Regions from separate parts of the Triticum aestivum genome. Here regions 2 and 3 are each linked to region 1. A link is a contact called in public Hi-C data. All regions are on one chromosome and are shown on one strand. Each heading gives the region's core, a stretch centred on a gene start, on an enhancer-like site or on the middle of the called end of the contact. The rest is flanking DNA. Distances are from core to core; before and after follow the strand shown.

The links. A called contact is a pair of places that touch in the nucleus more often than the background predicts.
Region 2: a Hi-C map of leaf shows a contact between it and region 1, with 10 times the contacts expected there. The contact joins the promoter of LOC123053785 here to the promoter of LOC123053780 in region 1. A contact is called at or near these places in 2 of 5 Hi-C or Micro-C datasets (both in leaf).
Region 3: a Hi-C map of leaf shows a contact between it and region 1, with 8 times the contacts expected there. The contact joins the promoter of LOC123053782 here to the promoter of LOC123053780 in region 1. A contact is called at or near these places in 5 of 5 Hi-C or Micro-C datasets (leaf, root and an unstated tissue) and 1 of 1 datasets of contacts at active chromatin or transcription factors (leaf).

What each region holds. Positions count from the first base shown.
Region 1 is chr2D:453,323,197-453,326,325 of IWGSC CS RefSeq v2.1, forward strand. LOC123053780 (O-fucosyltransferase 38) reads right to left here and starts at 1,411. Exons shown (of 12, transcript XM_044477330.1): 1 at 1,185-1,411; 2 at 463-538. The coding sequence starts at 1,355.
Region 2 is chr2D:453,778,251-453,781,379 of IWGSC CS RefSeq v2.1, forward strand. LOC123053785 (protein CHROMOSOME TRANSMISSION FIDELITY 7) reads right to left here and starts at 1,693. Exons shown (of 6, transcript XM_044477336.1): 1 at 1,532-1,693; 2 at 1,070-1,286; 3 at 879-971; 4 at 576-650; 5 at 128-480. The coding sequence starts at 1,590.
Region 3 is chr2D:453,605,343-453,608,471 of IWGSC CS RefSeq v2.1, forward strand. LOC123053782 (S-adenosylmethionine decarboxylase proenzyme) reads left to right here and starts at 1,487. Exons shown (of 2, transcript XM_044477333.1): 1 at 1,487-1,630; 2 at 1,726-3,129. The coding sequence starts at 1,912. The coding sequence ends at 3,090.

The DNA.
Region 1 (3,129 bases), core at 161-2,660:
AAAGGAGAAATTAGGACCGCAAAGCATATAGAGAGTATATATGTAAAACTGATCTCTGAACAAAGCGCTATATCTCTGTTTATTCTAAAGTTTACTCCTAGTGCAGAATCCTAATTAAGCCATATCACCATTGTAGTTATATACATTAGATTGCTCCGTTTAGACACTAGTTACTCGAAAAGAGAGACATTCACAAAACAGTAGCGCTGTTGAGAAGACATCCTTTTATAAATAAAACACATTTAAACCTACTGGAGACTAAATAGTCTAGTAATATTTTCATTAGTAGACAAAAAAAAACCACCAAGCGTGGCTGACGATGGTAGTTTCTACCAAATTCCAACTTCATACCGCCAGCAACAAACACTTACCAATTTACAAACAATTAGAGCAACTCAACTTAGTAAACAGAGTAGGAATCACGGTATGTTTTAAAAAAATGCTGCATAAGAAAAAAAATACCAATATATCTGTGGGTTGGTGTGACACAAGCATGATAACCGTAGCCATTAGAAACCCACAGCTGCTCATTCGGCACCTGAACATCAGTTAAAACTCCAGTTCAGTACCATGAATACACTGAGTCAATATTAGTTTCATCTAAAGAAAATGGCTAGCCAGCACATGAAGTAATTTTGGATTTCTATAAGAAGTTAGGTCTTCTCATTTTCAAATGCATATGTATGGTAAGTTGTTATACAAGTAACATCCAAGAAATAGAAATTTATAAGGGGATACTGAGCATTACGTAGCACTATGTTTCTTAACAACGTATTCAAAGTCATCAGAAATACACTTCACACCAGGCATTTGAGCTTTTCACTAAAAAGGGGTAAAAAATAAACAGGCATCTAACTGTATGACAATTAAATCATACACCATCCTCAAGTTTCGCTGGCTCAACACTCACAGGATGTCGAGATGGTTTGTCTAGCAACTGCACCAACCTTTAGTTTCAACAATAGGAAGAATAATTGAACACTTTCATCCTGGTCTACTTTGCATAAAAGGCATGGCGCATCACAAGAAATGAGATGAAATTACCAGCGGGGGCACATGCCTAGAGAAATTTGTGCAAACAAGACCTGCATCGCATCGAAAACCGAAGCCTAACGCACAAACTAGTGCGGGGAAAAACAGTACTAACAGACACAAAGGTGAAGGGGAAGCATCAGGAAACGGGCCTGGTGGGGCAGGTCCGAGCGGGGCAGGTCGACGCGGGCGATCTGGCGAAGTGAGAGGACGACAAGGAGCACCGTTAATGCGACTATGAAGCAAGCGCAGCGGGAGATCGGCGACCGGAGGAGCCGCCGGAGCCTGAGGGGCAGCGGAGGCGCTCCGCGGCGGCTCGCCATGGCCGGGGGCTTTGGGGGAGAGAGGGAAAGAGAGCCCACGGCTTTGGGAGAGAGGGAGAGAGAGCCCACAAGCCCCCGCGGCGGCTCCGGCTCGCCTCCTGCGCAAGGCTAGTGGAACGGCCCAATACTGTAGCTCCCACTGGGCGAGTTTTTTTCTTTTTCTCTTTCGGTTTTGTACGGTTATTGTTATTATTTTCGTTCTCATTTTTACTTTTTCTTCGCATTTTTTGGTTTTCTTTGTATCTTTCACCGGTTTTCTTCCGTTTTTTATTTTTACTTGCATTTCAAAACATGTCCAATTATTCTGTACACATTGTACATTTCTCGTATACGTCAGAAACATTTTTTATACACGTTTACCTTTTTAAAATACATGATCAAATTTTTTAAAGTATTAATTATGAAGTCATTTTTTCCACACATATTATAAATTTTAAATATTCATATAAATATTTTTATCCATGTTTAAAAAATTAAATACATGTTTTTGAACATTTTTGGAATACGTGTTAAACAATTTTCCAACACACGCTGAATTTTTTTTTTGGAATGATACGTCAAAAATAAATAAAAAATTTCTTAAAAGTCACAAACATATTTTTTAAAATGTGTGAATATTTTAAAGTAAAACTTACATTTCTTTTGAACGGTAAGAAAAATATGTTTTACATTCTATAAAATATTTTAAAAAAATCATGTATGGTTTTTCGAGATGCATGAACATTTTTTTAATGTCAGAGAAATTATTTTGACTGGTATCAACATTTTATAAAAATTACACTAACAAAAATATTACACTGCATTAGCAATTTTCCAATTCACGGTGTTTTCTACAAAATTATGTACATTAAGTTTTTTGGAATATATGTATTTAATTTTTTTAAATATGAAAAAAAAATAAAACCAACAAAAACGGGTGTATGTGTGCCTACATGATTATGGCTCAGCCCATTAATACGTGCTTGTGTGTCACTGCAGACGAGACACAACCGCTCCCCAAAATGCGGCACGCTTGACGAATAACCACCGAACTCGAATTTGGTATGATTTTAACACCCCCGCCCCCCAATCCTCAAAACCGGGTAGATCTCCACTTTATGGTAGTCGCGTAGGGTTGCGCGCGCGGATCCTTTCAGTGGACCGGGATGGCCTTGTCAACCAAGGTCGGTGGCTTCACATCAGGTTGGGATCTCGCCCTTGACGCCCTCTACTTCGCCTCCAAGATGGTAGAGGCTCGGATCCTTGCCATCTCCTTCAACGAGAGGCCAGACTTCTGCGCTTTCGAAGGCATGTACTTTATAGACAACAACTTCGGCAAGTTATCTGCCTGGGACCTTCACTCGATCCATGCTGTTGCGCCAACATCATTCCCTTCGTTCACTACATATCAGAGCTCTCACATGGTTGGAATGATCGACTCCCCGCCGTCTGTTCTCAATTCCGATCTAGAAACCGGCTAGGGGTAGGCAGGCTACTATCTGGCGCACAAGATCTTCATGACATGGGGCGGGGCTTCGGCATGGCCGCCAACTTCGACGTCCCCATTACAGAGAAGAGCCCAAGGAGAAGCAACTTGAAACAATGCGCATGCAAACTCATCACCAAGCGAGAGAAACATGGGTGCCACAAGCAAGAGCTCACCGCGCAACGTAGTGAGTGGGGGTAGTAAGAGTTACACCGCCGTGACTACCAGGTTGACTCGGAGTTTGGCCTTCCCAGGAAGAATGGCATTGTCGTCTTCGCCTCCCCGACACAGAATCTCATCTCCGCCACG
Region 2 (3,129 bases), core at 443-2,942, 460 kb after region 1:
TGCAATCTGGTGAAAAATTGACACATGATGCTATCATGTCCCCTTGTTTAGGAGAAGAGTGCATGCTTCATAGTGATGAGTTTTCAAGGCATGAGAAAGCTGCAAGGAAAGGGCCTGGATAATGTACCTTGCAGCGTCCACAAGCTGGGACGCTATTCCCTTTCTTCTGCGCGATGGCACCACCCAGATTGCCCGGAATCCGCAGAGCGCGGGCACAGCTTCTTCTTCACAGACTATGGCACCAGGGCCCTGGCACTCTTCTTTACTCTTGTCGGGGTGATTATGCCGTCGTAGGACTTCCCTCTTGAAGCTTATTTTCCCAAACTCCAATGTATGCTTTGCCTGTGCTGATTCAGTTTTATTGTCCGGCAAATTGCTTCGGTTTTCCGATGCAGAGCTTGGAATAACTTCGTGTGCTGCTTTTATCGGTTCGGCAACTAGACACCCCGCTATCCTCCCGCCAGATACAAACAGATACACCTATGCAACAGAGATGTTCTTTTTTCAGTAACACAAAACATATTGCATTTATGCGGTTATATCTTATATACACAGGAATTACGACTGTAACTTACCTTGCAGAGCTTATGAAGGAGCTGGCCTTCACCAAACCCCAGCTCCTTCTCCACCACTTTGATCACCTCCTGAACCTGAAATATGTACATGATATTAAATGGTTGCATCCTAAATCTCAAAATCTGTGCAATTTGCATCTGCGTTTCTAATGTCAAAATGTGGATTGATTGTGAAGTGGTTCAGGCTTTCAGCAGTAAGCACAGACGCATACACACAGATTACAGCTACCAGTTAACTTACAGTCTGCACTTCTTCAGAAAGTCATGGATCTGACATGACAAAGTGAGTTTGGCAAAAATTACCTTGCTGTTCCGTATGCATGAGTTTTCACCGCTTGCTAGAATTATCCGGTCACCACCCTCGGACCTCATAACCACGGTTTCCTCGCGCCAACCCTGCAACTCGTCGATCAGAAACTCTCCAACCATAGAAACACAGGAACCAAGGGCAATGTCACTGCAATTCACAAAAGAACAAGCGGGGCCTAATGAACCTTGAACGGGACGCCCTCGAGGTAGCTCTTGTGGTAGGCCCTGTGGACCTTCTCGTCCTCGTCGTTGCCGCGGGCATACATCATGCCGCAGGCCGCGCACATGTGGAGGAGGAAATCAGGCTGCCCCAGCTCCAGGTGGAACTGCCCGTAGTTCCTCTTCTTGTTGAGGACCTTGCCGTCGCCGCAGCTCTTGAGCCTCTTCGCCTCCGTCGCTTCGCTGCCCAAAACAATCGACACGGATCAGTCCAAAGGTGAATCTGGAAGGCACCAATTCGGTGTAGAATACTTCCAAGATTTTGGAAGCATCAAACACCCCTCCACTTGGAAGGAAATGAGAACGAACACAGGTCAAAATTTCGCGTCGGGGGGTAATTCTGCATCAATTGTAAGGCTAGGCTCCGAACCGGCGAGATTTGTGGTACGAGCGGTGGTCGACTTCAAGCGGGGAAGGAGAAGAAGAACCTGTTCGAATCCGGCCCCGTGGCCTGGCGCTTGAAGAACGTGTTGATCTTGGGCTGCATCTTCTCGCGCTCTCGGGGGGGTGTGTGTGTGTGTGGGTGGGTGGGGGAGGCGACGGCGGCCGGCGGAGACGAGGAAGACGGGGAGCAGCGATTGGGGGGGACTGACCGGGGGGCAAGCGGGCAAATGGACGGTGCTGATGAGAGGATGACGCCGCGAGGGGAGGAGATCGGACGGGCAGGGAATGGGAAGGCCGTCGCGCGGGTTTCTAAGATGAAGATGTGGGATTCGGGCGCCAAAACAACCGCGAAAGGCTTTTTTTTAATAGTACATTTATTTATTTTATTAATTTACAGAAATAATACGCCGATTTTTTCTTAAAATAATTTTTATTTTATCTTTATGTAATATTAAAGGAAGGATTGTTTCTCCACTTTTTTTCGTTTGCGGTGGGACCAGATATATTTTCGTCCGTCATGGTACCAATGATTTTCGTTCGTCCAAAAATAATCTGGCCTCGCGCTGAGTTTTTCGTCCTATAAAAAGACGGCTCGGGTGGGAATCGAACCTGCAACCGGCAGCATGTAACCCCGCGCTGCTAACCAGTGCGGCCATATATGTTTCAGTACTAAAATTGCTGCGTGACCTTTAATTAAAAGAAACAACCGGCAGTGGCGAAACATAAAAACAACTAGCAAAAGTCTATGTCTAAAGTGCAATCGAACACAACACCTAGCGCGAGTTAACCACGCCCCTAAAGCAGTGTAGTTCTTCAATTTGATGTCTAAAAATTGCAGCTCCGCTTATATAAACTATATGCATTGAAAGATGTAAACTTTTTTGAAATTCAAATGTGATTTTATTTCAAAAAGAGTAAATAGTTCTGAAAAACAAACATTTCCAAAATACGTTAACAAATTTTCAGAGACTTGAACATTTCTTGAAACTATGAATAAAAACTATTTTAAAATGCAAACATTTATTGAAAAACAGGAACATAATTGAAAAGGGGAACATTTTCTGAAATTATGAACATTTTTTAAAATGCGAAAATTTTGTTAAATTCCCCTAAGAATTTACGAACAAGTTATGAAAACACGATTTTTTTTAATTTATGAGCAAAATTTGAAAACAGAATTTTGTTTCCTAAATAAGTGAAAATATTTTGAAATTGTGAACAATTTTTCAGAACCCAAATTTTTTATGAAATCCCCTGAAATGTTTTTGAATTTGCGAACAAATTTGGAAAATATGGACTTTTTTTAATGATTCAACAAAATTTGAAACAGAAACATTTTCTGAAATCACAAACATTTTTAAAATCTATCAAAATATATAAAAATGCGAATAATTTCAGAAATTTCAAACTTTTTGGAGTTTCCGCAAACATTTTAAATTTTTGAACATTTGTTGAAAAAAGAAAAATATACCTTGAGTGAGTAAATTGAGCTAGCTCTTACTTGTGTCTATCACCTCCGTCCATTATTATTAAGCCAGGTGCAATGAGTAGGTTCGTTGTTTTTGGGTCATTCGTGAAAAATGCCTAATTTAATCTCTTTAGAAAATCGTTACAGAGCACCGGCCAATGTATGCGATGGGTT
Region 3 (3,129 bases), core at 237-2,736, 280 kb after region 1:
GGGTAGCATTTTGCAAAACTACCATAACATTTTGTTTAATTTGGAGGGAGGTTTTGAGAGCGTTCGTTAGGATTGGCCCCTGGCGAAACGTTCGGCGGATAACATTTCCCACAGAATAATCTTGATACGCTTTTGAGTGGTGGAGTATTGTCCAGAGTTTTTGGCTCGAGGAGTTAAAATTCGGCATGGTAAACAGATTCCTGGCTTGTTCGCAGCGGAAAACAAGTCGCACATGCCGTCTAGTCACGAAACTTCAAAACCACGCCGAGCAATTATTGGGCATCCGAATCTTCAAAGCCTACCCCACGTCCGAGTCAGCCAGAACGTGCCCCGATCGCAGCCCCGACAGGTGGACCCCACCTGTCCTCCCCCAGAAGCAGTCCGAACCTCACAGAAGCGCCCCAACCCCGAGAGGCTTCCCCGCGCCCGGTCCACCGTGAGCCGGAGGCACCACAGCCGCGAATCCCACGCGTCCCCAGCTGTCAATCCCAACGCGCTGCGGAAACCGTCGGAACCTCAGAGAAGCACGTGAGCGACCTCCACCAGCCACTCCATCTAGACCCGGCGCACCGTGGACGGTCGCTCACAGCCGCGAATCCCACCCCGGGGCGGGCCCCGCGGCGCGTCCACCCGGCTCACGGGCCTCCGCGCGGGCCGGGTCCTTCCGTGGCGGCCACGGGAGCCCGCCTCCGCTAAGCGGAGCTATAAATAACGGGCCGGGACGAGGGTTCCTCCCTCAGCCGCACGCAAACTCGTTGCACAAGAATTCCTCCCACCCCCACCGTCTCGCCGCCGCCACCACAGCTAGATAAGAAAAAAAGAGAGAGCAGAACTCGTTGGGAGTGCTCGAGATCTGTGTCGGGAGAGGGGGAATTCTTGAGATCGGAATCGGAACAAGCGGGCGCGCTCGGGATCGGGGTTACCATACAATTTTTCCCAGGAACCTGTAAGTTTCTTCGGCCAACCCAGATAATTCCCTATCTGCGGTAGTCTGTGGATCTCTTGTTTCTAGGTCATGTTGTTATGCGCTGTAGTTGTTTTCCTTTTACCGTATGATTATGTGCGCTAGTTTCTGCCAGAGAATTGATCTCTGGTAGTAGTAGTAGTTTGCATCTAGATCTGGGATGTATTCGTTGAGCTATGCCTTGTAGATGGATTGCTCGTAGTTAGTTTTGGTTTGCTGGAAAAGCTGTTGGCCGTTATAATGTTTAGCAAGTCAAAAATCCAACGCGTAAGAATTTGCCGTGGCTTATGGCATCATGGATGATTTTATTTGAATTAAATTGTGTAAAATTAATTTTAAAATATGCATCTGCTCCCGTAGAGTCACAAAGTTTCATACGGCACACATGTTCGTGGTTGAATTTTCCAATATGATTCTAGGCCTGTTATGTTCTACAGCATTCCGTCCCTGCTGTGACTATTAGAATCTATCCATGAAAGTTTTGCTAGAATCTGTTGTCTAACCCCTCTTATCATTTTGCAGTTAGTGAATGTGCTAATGGAGTCAAAGGGTGGCAAAAAGTCTAGCAGTAGTAGTTCCCTGATGTACGAAGCTCCCCTCGGCTACAGCATTGAAGACGTTCGACCTGCTGGAGGCGCCAAGAAGTTCTCTGCTGCATACTCGAACGTAAGGACAATTCTCAAACACGAGTCTCACTTCTGTTTAGACATTTTATCTCCAGATTTGTTGCTAACCATGTGACATTTTTTCATCTCCTGCAGTGCGCGAAGAAGCCATCCTGATATCGTTTTTGGCATCCCCTTCCCGTAGTTTAGGATTTTTATGCAATTTTATTCTGACTCTTTTCTCCCACCAATCTCTCTGGCCTGCTTCACGATAATCGACCAGTTCTCTAGTCTTACTCCCTCTGTTCCTCTCTGCTCTGCTTTCTGACTCAAACTGCAACAATGGCTGCCCCGACCTCTGCAATCGGGTTCGAGGGCTACGAGAAGCGCCTCGAGATCACCTTCTCCGAGGCATCGATCTTTGCCGACCCTCATGGTCGTGGCCTGCGCGCCCTCTCTAGGGCCCAGATTGACTCTGTTCTTGATCTTGCACGGTGCACCATTGTGTCCGAGCTCTCCAACAAGGACTTCGACTCGTATGTGCTATCTGAGTCCAGCCTGTTCATCTATTCTCAGAAGATTGTGATCAAGACCTGTGGGACTACCATGCTCCTGCTCACCATTCCTAGGATTCTTGAGCTTGCTGAAGAGCTGTGCATGCCGCTTGCTGCCGTCAAGTACTCTCGTGGGATGTTCATCTTCCCCGGCGCACAGCCTGCTCCCCACAGGAGCTTCTCTGAGGAGGTTGATGTCCTGAACCGCTACTTCGGCCACCTGAAGTCTGGTGGCAATGCTTATGTGATCGGAGACCCAGCGAAGCCTGGCCAGAAGTGGCACATCTACTATGCCACCGAGCAACCTGAGCAGCCCATGGTCACCCTGGAGATGTGCATGACTGGGCTGGACAAGAAGAAGGCCTCTGTCTTCTTCAAGACTCAAGCTGATGGCCACGTTTCCTGTGCCAAGGAGATGACCAAGCTCTCTGGAATCTCTGACATTATCCCTGAGATGGAGGTCTGTGACTTCGACTTCGAGCCCTGCGGCTACTCCATGAACGCCATCAACGGATCTGCCGTCTCCACCATCCATGTGACCCCCGAGGACGGCTTCAGCTACGCGAGCTACGAGGTCATGGGCATGGACGCCTCCGCCCTGGCCTACGGCGACATCGTCAAGAGGGTCCTCCGGTGCTTTGGCCCTTCAGAGTTCTCTGTGGCGGTCACCATCTTCGGTGGCCGTGGCCACGCCGCCACCTGGGGCAAGAAGCTCGAAGCTGAGGCATACGACTGCAACAACGTTGTGGAGCAGGAGCTCCCCTGCGGGGGCGTCCTCATCTACCAGAGCTTTGCCGCGAACGAAGAGGTTGCTGTCTCTGCCGGGTCGCCCAGGTCCGTCTTCCACTGCTTCGAGGCCGAGAGTGTGCAGAGCCACCCTCTGGTCAAGGAAGGCAAGCTCGCCAACCTCCTCGCATGGCGGGCGGAGGAGGATTCCCTGGAGGAGGGCGCGGTGCTGTGCGAGTGATTGGCTGTCGCTGTTCCGTCTGTGGACTTTGTTCTGACT